Linked DNA regions of Mus musculus: region 1 is linked to region 2. The links are chromatin contacts, called in public HiChIP or PLAC-seq maps. All regions are on one chromosome and are shown on one strand. Each heading gives the region's core, a stretch centred on a gene start, on an enhancer-like site or on the middle of the called end of the contact. The rest is flanking DNA. Distances are from core to core; before and after follow the strand shown. Region 1 has its middle 250 kb from the start of Gm40298. Region 2 holds the start of Lcorl (ligand dependent nuclear receptor corepressor-like).

Region 1 (5,514 bases), core at 970-3,469, 320 kb before region 2:
ACTCCTTATTTAAAGACGAGGCTACTGAAGCTAGACATATTAAGCTAGAATTAGAATATGGCACTCCAGTCACTCCACTACACCAGGCCCCATAAAATCTAATTGCATGCAGCAAAAGCAACCAAATTTAAACTAAGCTAAGTTCTTGTCTCAAAATAAAGTACTTGCAATCAATCTCAATATAACAGAGGTTACTAATTGGCTTTGCTATTTATTCACTATTGTTATAAAAAAAAACCAGACATTTAGTTGTGCCAAATACAAAATATATTTTCAGCCTCTCTTTCAGCTGGGTGCAGGTTATCTAATTTTTGCCTAGTGATATATAAACAAGTAGGGCTAGTAAAATACCTAAGTAATCTACTGACAAATAAAATATATATTCAAAAAGAACCTTCTTTCCCACAGTTATTACATGTACTTTCACTGAGAAAAATGCATAAATTTGATAATTATGTCCTTTCTATGTTATATTCTGGTTATATGTTCTATATAACTTTATGACTTTGTCTCCTAATAAAATTTTATTTTATGTTTTGCTAATCAAAAATAGAAAGAAAGAGAGAAAGAGGGAAAGAAAGAAAGAAAGAAAGAAAGAAAGAAAGAAAGAAAGAAAGAAAGAAAGAAAGAAAGGAAGAAAGGAAGGAAGAAAGAAAGAACTTAAGAAAGAAGGAAAGAAATAACGAACACCTGTTTCCTTCCTCCGGGGACAAGGAATGTTAATAAGTGGGCAGAAATCAGACTGGTCATTCTGGGTAGGGGCAACCTTCAGGAAATGGCAAAATGAAAATATAAAAGCAGCTAGGGTCCCTAGTAACAGGGGTACCCATCTTAGCTCTTCCTACCTCCAGTTCTATTTAACCAAGAAAGCAATCAACTTCTTTTTAGCTAATTCTCTGGTTTTGATGTTTTATTATTATACATAGTTGTAGATAATCCTAACATAAACATACTTGAGATATATGATCTGAAACATCCCACAATGTTTTTATTAATTTGATAATACTAGAGAAAGACTGACTTAACCTGTGCATTTGTTTTTGTCCTAAAGGGACTGAGACATTAATCAAACTTCACATTATGCTTCTATTCCCATTTCTACCCCCTGGGTATAATAATGTCCAAGTCCTGATAAGGTAGCAGTGTGCAGATCAAACCTTTAATGAGAAGCAGATAGACAAAAGTACATTGCCTCCTTTTCTGCATCTCAATTTGCAAACTTCCTGATGCTAATTATGAAATCTGACCATTCATCTATAGTACAGATCTTTGCAGAAATAAAACAGATGTTTCCAAGTAATTTATAGGTTTGGGTAGGGTGTACACACATACACACACACACACACACACACACACACACACACACACACACACCTCTGCCTGTCATTCTCAACAATGCTTTCAGGAATGATGGATCTAAAATAATTTGTACTATACTTACCATTTCAAGGAAAAATAAATATCTTGCACTACTCATCCTTATCTGGTTTGACTATTTACACTTAATTTATATCTATTCCTTCTTTTATTTGTGATCCACAGTCTTGCTTTGCATCTTCAGCTCAGAAACAAATATCTCTTATGAGAATAGTGAAAGCTAATAATAATAAGAGTAAGAATAATTTTATTTTTCCAGTATGCTTTTGCACAAAAAGTTCTGAAGGCCTTATAAATTATATACACAGGCATCACTTAACCTCCCACTAAAAGGCTGCTCCTCTTAAAAGAAATTCTCTGCTGTGTTGTACAGCAGGAACGAAAGTCTAATGTGTTCGTGAGCATTTGCTAGAGGAGTTTTAGGGAATTAAAGTGTAAGTCCCTACTCAGCAGCACTAAAAGCTTTGAACAGTCCCTTTAAAAAATCATCAAGGGAGCTTTTAATCACCAGAAGTAGTCAACTCTCTGTTTTGGGCCTCATCCAATCAAAGTGGAAACTTCAGCCATAGAACAGCACGCCAGATCATCAGGGGTTATGAAGTCGGCTCAACTTCATTAGCGATAGTCTCTTTGCCAATGCCTGTGTCGAGTAGGGAAAGTGGAAAAGATCAGAAGATAGCAAAACTGTAACTCTTGAAGCTAATACTAACTAGACTCAGAGAGATACAGGCTCTCTCTCCCTGCTTCTCACATTTCAGCCAGACTCAAGATCTGAGACCTGACTCACCGTCCTAACCGTATACCACAGAGAACAACAGCAGGCAAAGTTCTTTGTACCCCTGGCCACCTGTCAACTTCACTCAACCTTTGGACCATGCTAATTGCTGTCTCCACTGGGGAGCCTTTTGACTGGCACTATACCAGGGATGATGGCTCCCTTTTCTGATCTGCTTTGGCTCATGTTTCATGCTGCTGATATATGTGTCAATCCTACAGGAGAAATCTGTACTTTTCCCCTCTACTGATGGATCTCTTTTATGTGTAGACATGGTACTTTGTCATGATTCGCTTCCTAAGAGAAGATTTGAACACAGCATGCACTATTTTCTCAGTGGCTGAAAGCTCAGTCCACTTTCAACTCCATCCCAGACAGTTACAACCATCCTCAAGGGACCTCCTTATGCTCACACTTGTCCCTCATTCATTCATTCAAGGTTTGAGAACTGGAGGCCATGTAATGAACATTTTCCCCATTCCCCCTCCTCTCCCATCACACCCTCACTGTAGGTTGGCTCAAAAAATCTGCCATTAGTTTTCCAGTTCTCCAAGAACTGTGTCCACACTCATTCCCATGACTGGCTTACTGATCTGTAGTCTTCTTTAAAATTCACTTCTCCATTTCTCTTTGTACTCACTATCCTCCAATCCCTTCCTCTTCAAATATAACACCTTCTTTTCCAGCTCTGGGTCTACCAGTTTGATTGTCTTTAGTTGGTTTGCATTTCCCTCTTTGTGTATCTCAAGTTCATTGTCACCTCTTCAGACAAATTGCCAGTGTAAAAGGTCACCTCCTACACACCATTTTTCTTGACCCCTTAGGTTATTTCTATACACTTTTTCAAAATTTAAAATAGTCTTGTAATCTGCTTGCTTACTGGATGATAGGCTTATAAATAGAATACCAATTCTATTAGGTCAGAGATGGTGTCAGTGTTATTCACTATTATAACCCAAGCAGATAGCACAATGCTTGGCACTTTAAGATCCTCATCTGCTGTGGTTGGTTTGTTTTGCTTTGTTTTCTTGAGATGGGGTTTAATATATCCCAGGCTGGTTGTTAGCTTACTACACAGCCAAAGTTGACCTTAAGTTTCTGAAGCTCCTGCTTCCATCTCTGCAGTACTGGAGTTAGAAGAATGGACCACCATGCCCAGATTAAATGCACAATAAGTGAATAAATAGCATAGCCTCATTTCTTCACCAACAATCTATGCAAATCAGGGAAGATTGCAGTAGGCTAGAAAGAGCCAGTAGAACAGACCATGGAAGATAAGTTTAACAGTCAGAGAATAGGGCAATTAATTAAATCCTTGTGATACTTAGGGAATATTAGAAAAATGAGGCTATTGGCTGATGTAAGTAAATATTTATGATCCACTCTGTGCTTCTACCTAAGTCATATTAGATGTGATTTTAGCTGAGGATATTCTCCTGGCCCTCTCCATTGGGATAAGGTGAATTTTTGATAGGTTCTAGGAAAATCCTGTGTATCCCTCCATGATCAGCAACGTGGTAAAAGATACACATAGATAGGCTAGGAATAGATTACTAACAAGATGGGTAGCTATATTTTTTAAACTTGTAGTCCAAGCAGTTCAAGAGAAACAATTGTGTTTTCATTCAAATCAATTAATTCTATTTAAGACAAGTAGAGTTTGAGGTTTTGAATAATACACAGATTAAAATGGTTAGTGGACAATTATAGATCCGTGCCTAGAATGCAGGTATCTTAAGGATGTACAGTACCAAGAAATTGGTGGTCAAGCATAGATAACTGTCTGATGGTTATACATGCAATAAAAAGTGCTAGACATGGACACAGTGAATGAGTATTCTCCAGAACAGCAAACTAAAATAAAATAACATCCAAACAGTAAAGAAAAAGCATATGTCAATAAACAGGTACTGATTTAATTTCACATGTATTCTACAACAGATAAAGAATCCCAGTTTATCCCATCAGGTTTGCTGTCCAGAAGTGTTAACATTTGGCCATTGTTTTTCTTCTAAATACCAGACAGGATTTTCTATCCCCACTATAACTCTCTGGTTTGCATCTATACTCCCTCACAATACTCTCATCTCCAAATGTGCACATATGTGACTGGTCCTCTTACAATCAAGTAATGGTATTTTAAAGTCAGCATTGTGCTTAGAATCTATCGTGTCTGCTTGTCAGGATTTTGGGCATGCTTATTCTGACTGAGTAGATTCCTTATTTCCAGCTGTGTATGTTCTGAAACTTCACAGTGCATGACAATGACCTGTGAGTGAGCCAGCATTGGTAAACTGTATAATTTAATGTGAGTTCTGAATATAGCCTATTCCATGCACAGAGACTGCTTTATAATTCGTTTCCTATTTTCACATTCACTCCTCTGGATAGCACCATTCTCCATGGGTACATTTACATTCCAATTCTCACTTAATAGACGGAAGGTTAAAGTGTTGATATCACTTCTAGTGGTAGAAACAATAGCAAAAATTCAATTTAATGAAATTAATTTTTTACAAAGGAAACCCAATCAGTAGACATTTGAGCATGAATATAAAAATACTAAATGGAGGAGGGAAAACACTTTAATTCAAAATATAACCAGAATTAAAAAAAAAAAAAAAACAAAGCCAAGTGTCTTATGTCATATCAGACAGACCTCATTTGGGGCAACAGTAATTTTACCAGAATGCCTCAGGGCATTGTCACAGGTTCAGAAGCTGCGTGGTCTCATCAAAGCAGCAAGTGTGACTAGAGTTGGCTCATTTGTATTTGTTGCCCCTACCCCCAAATGAGAGGGCTAAGCACCAAATGAGAGGGCATTGATAACCATTTCAAACAGGATGCCATTGAGCTTTCCATGGTAATTACTTTGACTCATAATTAAGGTAATATTTAACAGAACATTATATCTTATTTCAATAACTACAAAGCAATTAGGTGAGTATGGGTGCCCAGTAAAAATATAACATTAAGCATTAAGGAAAAAACACACAGGAACAATAATCACATTGTATTTTGCATGAAGCTATAACCTGAAGGCATAGTAATTATTATGTATTATAGTCTCTAGGATATAAATAACAGTGTAAAGACAATTTGAAAGAGAGAAAAGATAAACTTGATCTATACCACGGAGAAAAATATTCCAGCTGAAAGAATCATGGATAGCTAGAAGTAGTGAATAATCAACTCTCACAATGTTCTGTGCAGTAGAATGACTTCCCATCACCAAGTCCCATGGATGGTACTGCCCTGAACAAAAGACCTTTGATTACATAGCCAACCTATTGAACCTTTGTAAGTATTACAAAGGGGAACCCTCAATATAAATAAGGATGAGAGAATGATTACCACTACAC
Region 2 (5,663 bases), core at 2,563-5,062:
ATCAAAGAATTCTCACCTGAGGAATACTGAATGGCTGAGAAGCACCTGAAAAAAATGTTCAGCATCTGTAATCACCAGGGAAATGCAAATCAAACAGCCCTGAGATTCCATCTCACACCAGTCAGAATGGCTAAGATAAAAAATTCAGGTGACAGCAGATGCTGGTGAGGATGTGGAGAAAGAGGAACACTCCTCCATTGCTGGTGGGATTGCAAGCTTGTACAACCACTCTGGAAATCAGTCTGGCGGTTCTTCAGAAAATTGGACATAGTACTACCGGAGGATCCTGCCATACCTCTCCTGGGCATATATCCAGAAGTTGTTCCAACTGGTAAGAAAGAACATGCTCCTCTATGTTCATAGCAGCTTTATTTATAATAGCCAGAAGCTGGAAAGAACCCAGATGCCCCTTAACAGAGGAATCGATACAAAAAATGTGGTACATTTACACAATGGAGTACTACTCAGCTATTAAAAAGAATGAATTTATGAAATTCCTAGGCAGATGGATTGACCTGGAGGGCATTATCTTGAGTGAGGTAACCCAATCACAAAAGAACTCACATAATATGTACTCACTGATAAGTGGATATTAGCCCAGAAACTTAGAATAACCAAGGTACAAGATACAAAGCACATGAAACTCAAGAAAAACGAAGACCAAAGTGTGGACACTTTGCCCCTTCTTAGAATTGGGAACAAAACACCCATGGAAGGAGTTATAGAGACAAATTTTGGAGCTGAGACGAAAGAATGGACCATCTAGAGACTGTCATACCTGGGGATCCATCCCATAATCAGTCTCCAAACGCTGACACCATTGCATACACTAGCAAGATTTTGCTGAAAGGACCCTGTCTCTTGTGAGACTAAGCCGGGGCCTAGAAAACACAGAAGTGGATGCTCACAGTCAGTTATTGGATGGATCCCAGGGCCCCCAATGGAGGAGCTAGATAAAGTACCCAAGAAGCTAAAGGGGTCTGCAACCCTATAGGTGGAACAACAATATGAACTAACCAGTACCCCCTGGAGCTCGTGTCTCTAGCTGCATATGTATCAAAAGATGACCTAGATGGCCATCAGTAGAAAGAGAGGCCCATTGGTCGTACAAAATTTATATGCCTCAGTCCAGGGGAACGCCAGGGCCAAGAAGTGGGAGTGGGTGGGTAGGGGAGTGGGGCGGAGGGTATGGGAGACTTTTGGGATAGCATTGGAAATGTAAATGAGGAAAATACCCAATAAAAATATTAAAAAAAGAAATGATTGTGCTTTTAAGGTACTGTTAAAGATTGACTTGCTACATAATAACAAATGATTGATACAATAGGTATAGGAAGTACTTGTGACAACACTGTCTTTCTACAGAGTATCAATAGCTTCATATCACATATTTGGTATGTTAAAATCTGTTGCAGCTGAATTTTTGGTGTAAAAGACAATATTGGATATGACCCTCTTTCTCCTGTTGGCTTTCTAGATATTCTAATTATTCATCAAGTCAATAGATAACAATTAAGTATCAACTGAGTATCAGGAATAACACTAGATGCTTAGACTGATATGACCTGACCTTTCTATGTTTATGGGGATTGTTATAATGGACTGACAATACATGCTATGAAAGATTCTACGCTATTAACAATGAAACTGATTTCCAAAATTATTTCCATGTTGTTGTATCTAGTCATGGTTTCCTCCTTGTCTCAGAAAGTCCAGAGATGTGTTCTATTCCTCTTTGTATTTTCTCTTTATTTGGGAGAAATATTTAATTCCCCCTTTCATGGGACTTACACATCTTCCTATTGTGTAGCATAATATATTACCCATATTGACACTGGGCTTGGCAATGTTACTTGTTTTAACCATTGAGACTTAAATGTGATCCATGTTGAGACTTGATGGGCTAGGGTGGGGGGAGATATCTAGGGGGTTCTCCATTTCCTCAGAGGAGGAAAGGGGGAGAGGAACGGTGGGGGAGGGGGGACAGAGGTCTGGATGTAAAGTGAATAAATAAAAAAATGGTCATGATTAGGGGCTAGTAGCTCTCATGCTGCCTTTTGGAACCCTGTGACAGCCACCATGTGGACAAGTCAGGGTAGACCCTTGAAGAATAGGAATACTGGTTTCTGTGATCCTGGCAGACAGCTATTCCCCCAGAAATGAAAGTCCCTTTATCTGTGAAACCACCTCACTATCCCATAGTTGATATTTTAAGCTATTAAGTTTTGGATGGTTTGTTAGGCTCTCATAGTTATTTAGTCCACCATTCCTTTCAAGTTAGCATGAGCACATACTTTCATTAAGTAACTTTAATCAGACACTTCTAGAAGCTGGGCCATGCTTTTGGGTCCTGTTCTCATGTCTCTTTTGATGGTGCCTGATGAGCTTTCAGATGGAAACAACTATTCCATCTTCCCACTCTAAACTATGGAGATAAGCCACTCCTATTTTAAATTTCAGTTTCTGAACCGCCATCTAGACTATCTCTACTCTACACATCACCTTATTCTAGCCTCCCAAATGATAAGATTGCAAACATATATTCATAAACACATGGCTTCAAACTTCACATTCGAAAATTTCTGATGAAGATGTAATGCTACATTTTTACTTCTGATGCAACAAACGCTGAGCAATAAACTACTCTAAGAAGAAAAAAGAATGATAGATAAGACTATACCACAAGATAGGGCAATACAGAATTGAGAATTTGAGTTCCTAAGAATTAAAATATTTTTTTCCGCAAAGGTGAGTATAAATGCCCAGTAATGTACAGCACTTCTCTGTAAACTCTGGATGGCTTACAAGCTCTTGGTCCCCTGTGACAATACTGACATAAGTGTAGAAATGGCTCTGGTGCAAAAGTTTTTTTTTTTTTTTTAAGTAATTTTAAGTATATACTTAATCAAAAGATTCTCCTCTCCCCAAGGAAGTTTTCTCTAGCACAGAGCAGGATCCATCTATAACAATTACAAAGTGTTAAATCCCATGCAAGGTTAGTTCCCCCGATTTTTGTAACTAATCTCGCTTTTCAAGATCTCTTCGCTTCACAAAACTGATGTCCTCGCACATCTTTTCTGGATGCAGTAGGATGATTGGCAAGCGCTTTCGCTGAAAGTGAAGATAGATGACATTGACCCTGAAAAGTTTCCAGCACTTAAGGAGCTGCCTAGCCCAGCACCGCCAACTCTTGAGGCTTCCACCGTACTCCCCTCTTGGAACTCGAGGAAGCAAGCATTTGGGCGGAGGGAGTTAGAGGCTAAACCCACTGGGGGCAAAACATTAGAAGTCTGGGGCCGAGCTGCTATCTGGAAAAGTGCGAACTGGCTAGGCTAGGAGAGCGCTCAACGCGAGAGGACTACAAAGCCCAGAGGGCACAGCGTCGCTCTCTTGCGCTCCTCTACGGGACCTGCACGCAATGGAGGCTGGGAAATGAAGTCTTCGGACTTCCAGCGCTCCGCGCGAGGGCAGAAGGGAGGCGTTGCTGGTCCGCTCCTTCAGCACGCGGGTTCCTGGCTGGCCTCCGGGTTTCTCGCTCCCGCTCAGGGTTTTCGTGGACGGCGGGAGCAGTATGGCTTGCCTGAGTAAACTCTGGGGGGAGGAGGGGAAGGGAGTGGGTAAGGAGGCGGGGTCAGCGGAAGCGGCAGGTTGCTTCCTTCTCTCCGCGCTCCCTCCCCGCCTCTCCCCGAGGGAGCGGTGGGAGGGGGAGGGGAGGGCAGGAGGAAGGTAGTGACACGTGTCAATCAACCCCCCTCCGGGGGGCGCGCGCTCCGGGGCTCGCGCCGAGGGCTCGCGCCCCTGCCTCGTGCCTGCGCCGCTCGTATGTAAATGAGGGCGCGTGACGCGGGACGCAGATGGACAAGGGAAGAGAGAGAATGGCCGCTGCCGCCGCTGCTGCCGCCGCCGCCGCTGCCGCTCAGTGCCGGAGCCCTCGGTGCGCGGCGGAGAGGAGAGGATTCCGGCGGGAACTCGACTCTTGGCGCCACCGCCTCATGCACTGTGTAGGTAAGAGAGACACGGGCCGGGCCGGGCTCGGCGCCACGGTGCGGCTGCCGGAGGAGTTTGTGGCTGAGGGGTGTAGTTGGAGCTCCGGTTCGGGTCAGTTCAATGGGGAGCGATGGGAGCGGCGGCGGCGGCGGCGCGGCGGCCCCGGCGGCGCCTTTTGTCTCGGGGCTCCCTGCCCGGCGCGGTCCGCGCCCCGCCGCCCGCCTGCCCGGCTCCGAGCTCCCGGGGAACTGTTAGTTCGGACCCACTCTCCGAGCACCCCGCGGAAGCAGCCCGCCCGCTCGTGCTGCCCCGAAACTCCTCGGCGCCCGTCGCCACCCGCCGGTGCCCCTGTCACCGCGGCTCTCCACCGGGGCGGAGGGGACCCTGGAGCGGCGAGCCGGTCCGCGCCCCCGGCCGGGCGCTCACACACCCCCTTCTTGCGGCCCTGGGGCTGGCGGCGAAGACGCTGCCTAGTTCCTGGGACGCGGGACCAGGGGTTGCGGGGCGCTCGCGGGGCGGGGGGCGGGGGGCGGGAGAGGGTCGAGGGGCGATGGGGGCGGCGCCTGAGGGGCGGGGGGCGGCCGCCTCTGCCCTCTTGCGAGTGGCCTCGGATCTGTGTGTACCCCTTTAAGAAGGAGCCGCTCGAGCTGACGGTTGGGATTTGAAGTTCTTCCTCCCTCTTTGGAAGTCTGGACGGATGGGGGGTGTTGCTATGGCGACGGCACCCTCCCCACGCCCCCCCCCCCTTTCCTTGAGGACGCCCCGACGACTCCGGTCCTCTTTTCGCTGTCATGTGATGGACTCGCGTAGCCCTCCCCGCCTCCCATTCCTGTTCAAATGCAGTTCAGTTTTCCGTTTCGGTGGGGTCTGATCGGTTTTGCTTCAAACTTGCGCGCTCCCGGCTGTCATTCAGTGGGCTGCTCCGGGTAGCGGGAAGTACTGGGACTCCCTTACCTTGTTGCGGTCGCTGCTTTTCCTCACTCAGAGTGCGACGTGTGCCCACAGCTGTTACCCAGCAGGTTGGTTCAGTGCAACAGAGGGGCTGCGAGCGGAGGGTGTGCTTCGGCAGGGGTTACGGGGTAGCTTTTGAGGGGAGGAGGTGGGAGTGGAGGCTGGTCGGTGTTAGGAGTGGGTGGTTGCGTCGGTTTTCTTTTCTGACGAGTAGGTGTCAGCCTTTGGAGTTGAGTGTAGTAAGCTCAGTTCCTTGGGAAGACAACTCTCTCCTAACCGTGTTTTCATCTGTTCTTGCGCCACCTCGCGCCCTGTCCCCCTTCCCCATCCCTCGCAGATTTGCTTGGGTAGAGCCCTAAGGTCTGTCTTGTTTTCACTAATCATAGTAGATGAAACCAGATGCAACTCCAGTTCAGTAATGTGCCATACAGAATTATATATATATATATAAGCAGAAGGGAGGGCACTCTGATTTAGGAGCATTTCGGCGATGTTTAAGCAGTTTGCTCTTAAGAGCAGTGTGTCACCTCTCTAAAATGTATTTTGGTTTTATCTGTGGCAAAGTTATATGGAAGCGGGGGTGTGGTGTGGGAAAAAAAAAACAACCCATACTAAATGTGTGTCCGTACTTGTATTTCATGAATGCAAAGTGGATTCGTTTTGACAGTTACTTCTGTTTAGATCTGTTCCGTTAAAAACCCGCCTAGAAATAGTCGCGTTCCTTC

What was found. HiChIP or PLAC-seq counts read pairs in DNA pulled down with a chosen protein or histone mark.
Region 1: an H3K4me3 HiChIP or PLAC-seq map of neural tube shows a contact between it and region 2, with 3 times the contacts expected there. The contact joins the enhancer-like site here to the promoter of Lcorl in region 2. A contact is called at or near these places in 1 of 484 Hi-C or Micro-C datasets (embryonic stem cells) and 6 of 115 datasets of contacts at active chromatin or transcription factors (bone marrow-derived macrophages, embryonic forebrain, embryonic midbrain and 3 more).

The regions. Positions count from the first base shown.
Region 1 is chr5:46,179,081-46,184,594 of GRCm38.p6, reverse strand. No RefSeq gene overlaps it. Among named protein-coding and RNA genes, the nearest start is that of Gm40298, 250 kb to the right of the region's middle. Within about 2 kb of position 2,219, at least 16 of the 459 cell types and tissues checked have an H3K27ac peak or open chromatin away from gene starts, as enhancers often do. A contact at or near this core is called in neural tube, where this site is marked.
Region 2 is chr5:45,855,689-45,861,351 of GRCm38.p6, reverse strand. Lcorl (ligand dependent nuclear receptor corepressor-like) reads left to right here and starts at 3,812. Exons shown (of 7, transcript NM_001163073.1): 1 at 3,812-4,005. The coding sequence starts at 3,855.